Regions from separate parts of the Pan troglodytes genome. Here region 1 is linked to region 2. The links are chromatin contacts, called in public HiChIP or PLAC-seq maps. All regions are on one chromosome and are shown on one strand. Each heading gives the region's core, a stretch centred on a gene start, on an enhancer-like site or on the middle of the called end of the contact. The rest is flanking DNA. Distances are from core to core; before and after follow the strand shown.

Evidence for each region. HiChIP or PLAC-seq counts read pairs in DNA pulled down with a chosen protein or histone mark.
Region 1: an H3K4me3 HiChIP or PLAC-seq map of stem cell-derived excitatory neurons shows a contact between it and region 2, with 4 times the contacts expected there. The contact joins the promoter of MRPL16 here to the promoter of PATL1 in region 2. A contact is called at or near these places in 1 of 7 Hi-C or Micro-C datasets (stem cell-derived neural progenitor cells) and 1 of 1 datasets of contacts at active chromatin or transcription factors (stem cell-derived excitatory neurons).

What each region holds. Positions count from the first base shown.
Region 1 is chr9:62,025,468-62,029,557 of NHGRI_mPanTro3-v2.0_pri, forward strand. MRPL16 (mitochondrial ribosomal protein L16) reads right to left here and starts at 2,559. Exons shown (of 4, transcript XM_508452.8): 1 at 1,787-2,559; 2 at 1,037-1,102. The coding sequence starts at 1,841.
Region 2 is chr9:61,887,368-61,891,272 of NHGRI_mPanTro3-v2.0_pri, forward strand. PATL1 (PAT1 homolog 1, processing body mRNA decay factor) reads right to left here and starts at 1,437. Exons shown (of 18, transcript XM_024347164.3): 1 at 576-1,437. The coding sequence starts at 590. It overlaps LOC104008492 (a long non-coding RNA gene), which reads left to right and starts at 1,146. Exons shown (of 3, transcript XR_002938472.2): 1 at 1,146-1,234.

The sequences.
Region 1 (4,090 bases), core at 1,309-3,808, 140 kb after region 2:
TTTTGGTGGGTGGGCAAAACTTCAGGCCAGACATGTGACATCTTCTTTATCATCCTTACTTGACGATTTGGGGAAAAAAGTTAACATACAAATCATTTTTAAAAATTTCTTAAATGAACCAAGTATGGCTTTATAATGGAGACAAATACAAAATAGAAGAGTTTGAGGAAATACCAAATTATTACTATCAGAGTTTCAGAAGCTGCCCTTCAAATTCTATATGTAGCTACAGAGAATCTTAGTAATGCTTTCTTTCACCTACAAGTCAAAATGTACTTTCAAAACGTGGTTTAACAATTCTGTACAGAAGACCCTCAGATGTACAGACCCTATTCATTTTTTTGAGGGTTCCAGTATATTTCTTTTTTAAAAAGTAAACTAGTTTTACGATATTGTGGCTTAAATTTAACAAATTAAAGCTTTTTCACATATCGTTAGATGACTGCATATATGTAAACTTATTTGGAAAGAACATCAAAAGTCCAGGTTTTTTTTTTTCTTTTGAGACAGAGTCTCACTCTGTTGCCCAGGCTGGAGTGCAGTGGCCTCCTGAGTAGCTGGGATTACAGGTGTAAACTACCACGCCCAGCTAATTTTTTGTATTTTTAGTAGAGATGGGGTTTCACCAGGTTGGCAGGCTGGTCTCCAACTCCTGGCCTCAAGTGATCCACCCGCCTCCGCCTCCTAAAGTGCTGTGATTACAGGCGTAAGCCACCATGCCCGCTCAAAAATCCAGATTTCAGGCCAATGACTACTGGCTGAGTGGACCATGGGACACACACCAGTGGGAGGTTTTAGGGGAGCTATCTCATTAGACGCTGCTCCGTAAGAGCAAGGAACTTTTTTGGTTTCCTTCGTCTTTGATTTATTTCTAGTGCTCAGAATATTAGTTGGCAAAACTGTAAGCTCTAAAAACATATTTATTGAAAGAGTGAACGGGGATGGGAAACACGAGAACATTCCTATGTCATCTCCCACCCGCTCCTGGTTTCCATCAGAGAAAAGATTTACGAACAGGAGAAAGACAAGCTCTCACCTTCAAAACTTGGTACTGGGAGCAGTGTCTTTACGCCAGCACTGGCGGGGAGGGGTGCCCAGGAATCTACAAAGACAAATCAAGTTAAACGACGAAGGTAACAAGGCCGGGACCCCGATACAACCTGGGCCAAAGGTACTACTTCTTATTTTTATTTATTTTATTTTTTTGAGACGGAGTCTTACTCTGTTGCCCAGGCTCCAGTGCAGTGGCGCGATCTCGGCTCACTGCAACCTCCGCCTCCCGGGTTCAAGAGATTCTCCTGCCTCAGCCTCCGGACTAGCTGGGATTACAGTCGCCCACCACCACGCCCAGCTAATTTTTTTTGTATTTTCAGTAGCGACGGGGTTTCACCATGTTGGCCAGGCTGGTTTCAAACTACTGACCTCAAGTGATTCGCCCGCCTCGGCCTCCCAAAGTGCTGCTATTAAAGGCGTGAGCCACCGCGCCCGCCCAAAAGTACTTCCGCCGGAGGAGTCTTGAGGTGTGGGATGCGGATTCCACTAAATGGACTCAAAGGCTCAGGCTCCGCAAAAGGCCAGCCGGGATCTCTGGGCGCCGACTCCCAGACGCAGCTGTGACCCTCTTGCACGAACCCCTACGGTGGAGGTCGGCGGTGCGATAGCGTAGTTCCTAACCAGTGCTTCACCAAGCATATGCAGAGCCGCCTTTTGGGTTAGGGAGAAAAAGCACTGGAGGGTGGGGGAGGAAGAGGGGTAAAGTCTTTAGGAACCAAAAGGGACTTCTGACCTGACAAGGGCACCCGCAGGAGCGGCGCACTAGCGCGAGCCAGCAGCCTCCACATGGTCACGGGCGTCCGGCGGCGCGGAGCTCCCCCAGCGACTCCAGCTGTCTCCTGCACCCAGGTAAGCAGCGACGCTCTACTACCTAGCTGTAATCGGCTCAGGACACCGCTCAGTGGGGCCGGAAGTTGTGTTCACTCGGGTCCACTCCGCAGAGTCCCGACGGAAGCGAAAGAAACTCGAGCGACGGGGGTTGAGTTCCGGGGGAGGTTGAGTTCCTCCGGTCAAAGGCGCTGTCCGCCCAGCCACGCCCAGGGGCCCTGTTGGCTCTCTAGGGTTCTCCTTCCAATCTCCAGTCTTTCCCCAGAAGAAGAGGGCGGCGGGGCGGGGAGTCTTTTGTTTTATTTATTTATTTTTCTGCGGAGTACAACTGTCAGTGCCTGCCGGTTGCTTAGCAAGGTGGTCCCTTACGATTCACAGCCTTTGAGATGTTTTTCTAGGGGACCCCTCAAAGACATTAGGAGAATACCAGATTTGGCAATGGTTTAACATGTATAGGGCAATTGCAATGTGTCATCGAGTACCTCATTCGTTAGTCCTGCCAACGAATCTGTGAGATAAGTCATTATACTTATTTTGCAGATTCCATCCTGAGGGTGAAATAATTTAACTTGTTCTGGGTCATACAACAGGAAAACAGTACCATCAGAATTTGAGCACAGTCTGTGATTCCAGAGATCTCAGTGAATGAACAATATTGTTGATGAAAAGAGTGAAATTCTGTAAGATATTGGAAGAGATTTATTCTGAGCCAAATATGAGCAACCATGGCCTGTGACACAGCCCTCAGGGGGTCCTGAGAACATGTGCCCAAGGTGGTAGAAGTGCAGCTTGGCTTTATACATATTAGAGGGGCATGAGACATCAATCAAATGCATTTAAGAAATACATCGGTTTGGTTCAGAAAGGCGGGACAAGTCAAGGTGGGCTTCTAGGCTATAGGTAAATGTAAACATTTTCTGGTTGACAATTGGTTTTGTCCAAAGACCTGGGATGGATAGAAAGGAATGTTCAGGTTAAACATAAATGATTGTAGAGACCAAGTTTTATTATGCAGAGGAAGCTCTTAGATAGCAGACTTTAGAGAAAGACTGTTGTAAATTGTTTTTTTATCTGACTTAAAGGGTGCCTGGAGGCCGGGCGCAGTGGTTCACGCCTGTAATCCCAGCACTTTGGGAGGCCGAAGCGGGCAGATTACCTGAGGTCAGGAGTTCAAGACCAGCCTGACCAACATGGTGAAACCCCGTCTCCACTAAAAATACAAAAAATTAGCTGGACGTGGTGGCGGGTGCCTGTAATCCCAGCTACTCGGGAAGCTGAGGCAGGAGAATCACTTGAACCTAGGAGGCGGAGGTTGCAGTGAGCCGAGATCACGCCACTGCACTCCAGACTCCAGAGTGGGCAAGACAGAGAAAAAAAAAATATGCCTGGCTCTTAGTTGATTGTCTCCTGGATCTGGGAAGGAAGGAAGGAAAACAAAGGGGAAAGTGAATACCTATAGAAATGGATTTTTCCCGCAAGAGACTTTGCAGGGCAATTTCAAGATATGGCAAAGAAATATATTTTGGGGTTAAATATTTTTTTCTTTGTCTCATAATGTTATGCCAGAGTCATGTTGAAAAGTAAGTCACAATATATAGGGTTAAATAAAACCTATCTGATGAGAATTTATGGTTTGTAGGGCATGATTCCCTTAGGTAGGAATTTGGGCAAGATAAAAAATCAGAGCTTAGTCCTCAAGTTGAATATTGTGCAATATTGTTTTGAGTGAAAAATGAAGTGGCACTAAAATCACGGTTTGATTGGTCTCTAAGTCTTTTGGTACCCCAAAACTTCTACCTTATTGTTTATTTCAAAAGAGCCAAAAAGTGCAATCTACGGATCCAGTGCAATCCCTATCAAAATTCCAATGCCATTTTTCACAGAAATAGGAAAAACAACCCTTAAATTCATTTGGAACCACAAAAGACCCTGAATAGCCCAAACAATCTGGAACAAAAAGAACAAAGCTGGAGGCATCACACTCCCTGACTTCAAAACATAAGTTGATTGTAATCGAAACAGCACGGTATGGCAGAGAAATAGACACACTGACCAAATGAATAGGATAGAGAGCCCAGAAATAAACACACACATTTATACTTCATTGATTTGTTTTTTTTTTCTTGAGACATAGTCTCACTCTGTCGCCCAGGCTGGAGTACAGTGGTGCGATCTCGGCTCACTGCCACTTCCGCCTGCTGGGTTCAAG
Region 2 (3,905 bases), core at 187-2,686:
CCAGCACTAGCCCAGAAGGAACTTCTGCAGGACACGCCCCCCTCCCAACTCGGAGCCCTCTTTAGTAAACGGGCTAGGGCCCTAATCCAACGGCAAGCCCAGGCCCCCTTCACCTGAAGGTAGCCTGTGTGAACGGGATGTGTGTCAGTGTAATTCGAGTGGAGGTGGGTGGGGGGTGGTTCCGGGTCCAGGGCGGGAAACTCGGCTCTGGGAATTCCCGGGTGACACCTACTTAAGAAAAGCACCCGGGTAGATGCAGTGCTCTACCCTCCATGGCTCCTCTAGGGGTGGGGGCGGGGGTGTGGTCTGGTTAGAGCACTTAACGGGCCCTCCCCACCCCAAAACGGAGGCCAACTTTCCCCAGCGGCAACTAATGGGACTGTCTCGACCCCTGAAGCCAGCTCCCAGCCCTAGGATTAGACCCGCGACCCCAGGCCAGTTGCGTCCAGCTAAGTCCTGCGACTCCCCCAGCCCGCCCCCTGCCCCGCAGGAACACGGGACCGGCGCGCGGAGAGAGAGTGAGGGAGAGGGGCGCGGGAGGGAGGGAGGGGTCACTTCCGGTCGCAACAGCTCACCTCGTAGCGGAACATTCTTGGGGAGGGGGGCAGGGAACGGGGAGGGGAGAGGGGGAGGGAGGGAAGAAGCGCTGACTCCCCGGCTCCTCCGCGCGCGGGTCCTCCACCGGCTCGCGACCCCTGGCCGCCGCCGTACGCCGGAGCGTGCGTGGGGACGTGCGCAGGCGCGCCTCAGGCAGGGCGGCCACCCCGCTCGGCGCCCGGCGGCGGCTGCGCAGGGACAGATTTGGCGTCCCGCTTCCTAGTCTCAGCGGCGGGAAGGAGGTCCCGTGGCGAGAGACTGCGCACGCGCTGCCCGTCTCCGGCTGCCTGGTGATCTGGGCTTGTAGCTCCGCCCCCTCTTTTTCCGCGCCCTCTAGACGCTCGGCTTGGAGCTCAGGGGCCGGTCACGAGTTCTCCGTCACCCGTGGGGCGGAGAAAACCCTTGTGATTGTCACAGGATATAGCTCTGAAGAATCCTGCGCTTAGCCTGGGCTGGGAAAGATGAGATTCCCGGGCAGTTTTTCCAACGTCCGACTCGCTCCTCAGACTGCTCGGGGGTCTCCCCGTTGCAATCTGCGCCTTGCGCAGGGAAAAAAGAATGGAAAGTTGCTGGTCTTCGAAAGGGGCGGACTTCGTCGCCCCTTTCAGCGGCTCGTCGCCTGCTGAATCCACAGCAGGTCAGGGCTGTGATTTATGTGGCTCAAAGTGATGACGGCGCCCGTTTTTTTTTTTTTTTGAAATGCTGAAGACAGGTTCCGGGAGGTTTAACTAGGGTGGTATTTTTAAGCGCCAGGCTCATTAGGCGCGAGGAGCTGCAGAGCCTCGAAGGGCCGCACGGCCGTGGGCCGCTGGCCACGCAGCAGCAGGGTCTTCGGGCCGTGGTGCGCCGCTGGGTGACGCCACTTCCTTAGAGGATCGAACCCACAGAGGAATGTGTCCAGCTTAGAAGCTTCGGCCCCCTGGTTCCAGAATTCTGTTGGGTGGTTTGTTACCTCTAGCACGTTCCATGGCCTTCTTGCCCCTTTCCCTTCAGACAAAACTTGCAGCACAAAGAATGAATTCTTGTGGGTTTCGCAATCCGTTTCTTCCCTGGGCGTCTTAAAATGCAGCCTCGCCTCGGAATGGCATACAGTAAATCCCCTAAATGTTAGTGTGTCTGGATCAGTTTGAGTATCGGAAACGCTGAATTTGTAAAGGAAAGTTCTGGGTGGGAGCTTGTGCTTTGCCACTGGCTAGGAAACTTTGGGCAACTTAGCTAAACCTCTCTGAGCCTTAGTTTCTTGTAAAATGGGTATAATTACACCTGCCTCATGATGGTAACACTACTACTAACGATTGAAGGCTGCCTGGGACTCTGCTAGGCGCTTTATAAAATGGATTATCTCATTGAATCCTTCCTTATGTGCCCCCCATGAGGTAGGTACTGTTATTTTCTCAGTTTGAAGTTGAGGAACCTGAGGATTAGCGACATTAAGTTTGCCTCCAACCACCCAATGGCAAGTGGCAAAGCTAGCAGCTGAGATTTGTCTGATTATTAAAAACCCAGTGTCTTAATCACTGTGCCAGAATAACAAAAGCAAATGTTGACATGGGCCAGGCCTGAACTTTAAAGAAGTGGAGCAGACTAGGGACAAGATGATTTATTGGTTTTCAAGCATGCATGGAACATTATAAAACATCAAATACTAAGTAACAGGCCAGGCGCGGTGGCTCACGCCTGTAATCCCAGCACTTTGGGAGGCCGAGGTGGGCGGATCACAAGGTCAAGGAGATCTAGACCATCCTGGCTAACAGGGTGACACCCCGTCTCTACTAAAAATGCAAAAAATTAGCCGGGCGTGGTGGCGGGCGCCTGTAGTCCCAGCTACTCGAGGGGCTGAGGCAGGAGAATGGCGTGAACCCGGGAGGCGGAGCTTGCAGTGAGCCGAGATCGCACGACTGCACTCTAGCCTGGGTGACAGAGCAAAGACTACGTCTCACAAAAAACAAACAAACAAACAAAAAAAACTAAGTAGCAGTACATCTTAATAATTACCAAAGAATTGGTGCCATGTAGATCAAGGGTTAGCAGACTATGGCCCACAGTCCAATCTGGCCAGCCACCTGTTTTTGTAAGGCAAGCTTTATTGGAATACAGCCAACCTTATTTATTTACATATTGTCTTTGATTGCTTTAATGTTATAAAGTCAGAGTTGAGTGGTTACAATGGATACAGTGTGGCCTGTAAAGTGTAACATATTTACTATTTGGCGCTTTACAGAGTTTGCTGATCCCTGATCTTGCAGATCATGTTTTCTGATCATTATGTAAGATATCTATAGTAAAAACAGATTAGGAAAAAAGTCTTAAATTTTCAGAAATTAAAAAAGAAAAAAAAAAGTCCTGGCGCGGTGCCTCACGCCTGTAATCCCAGCACTTTGGGAGGCCGAGGCAGGCGGATCACGAGGTCAGGAGATCGAGACCATCCTGGCTAACATGGCGAAACCCTGTCTCTACTAAAAATACTAAAAATACAAAAAAATTAGCCGGGCGTGGTGGCGGGCGCCTGTAGTCCCAGCTACTCGGGAGGCTGAGGCAGGAGAATGGGGTGAACCCAGGAGGCAGAGCTTGAGGTGAGCCGAGATCGCGCCACTGCACTCTAGCCTGGGTGACAGAGCGAGACTCTGTCTCAACAACAACAACAACAAAACCAAAAACCCCCTCCAATTCAATGACTAAATAATGGAAAGCAGAAAATATTTACAACTGATGTGGTAGGTGGATTGCTTGAGCTCAGGAGTTGGAGACCAGCCTACGCAACATGGCGAAACGCGTCTCTACAAAAAGCACAAAAATTAGCTGGGTTAGTTGTTTTATTAGCTGCTCTGCATTATTTCTGGTGGTGGTGGTGTGCACCTGTGCCTGTAGTCCCAGCAGCTACTCGGGAGACTGAGGACGAAAATAGGGAAGCCTGAATATAAATTAGCTATAAAATAAACCCAAAGAAAGTACAAGGAAAGAAATGCTGTAGAGCAGGAATTAAAGGAGCAGAAAACAAAGTGTCATAGACAGGATCAACAAAATTTCCCATTTCCTCTTATACAACACCTGTCTGTGAGGGAGATTGAAAGTCCCTTTAAAAGAATAATGTATTTTTAGGCGGGTGCTGGTGGTTCACGCCTGTAATCCTAGCACTTTGGGAGGCCGAGGCGGGCGGATCACGAGGTCAGGAGATCGAGACCATCCTGGTTAACACGGTGAAACCCCGTCTCTACTAAAAATACAAAAATTAGCCAGGCATGGTGGCACCCACCTGTAGTCCCAGCTACTCGGGAGGCTGAGGCAGGAGAATTGCTTGAACCTGGGAG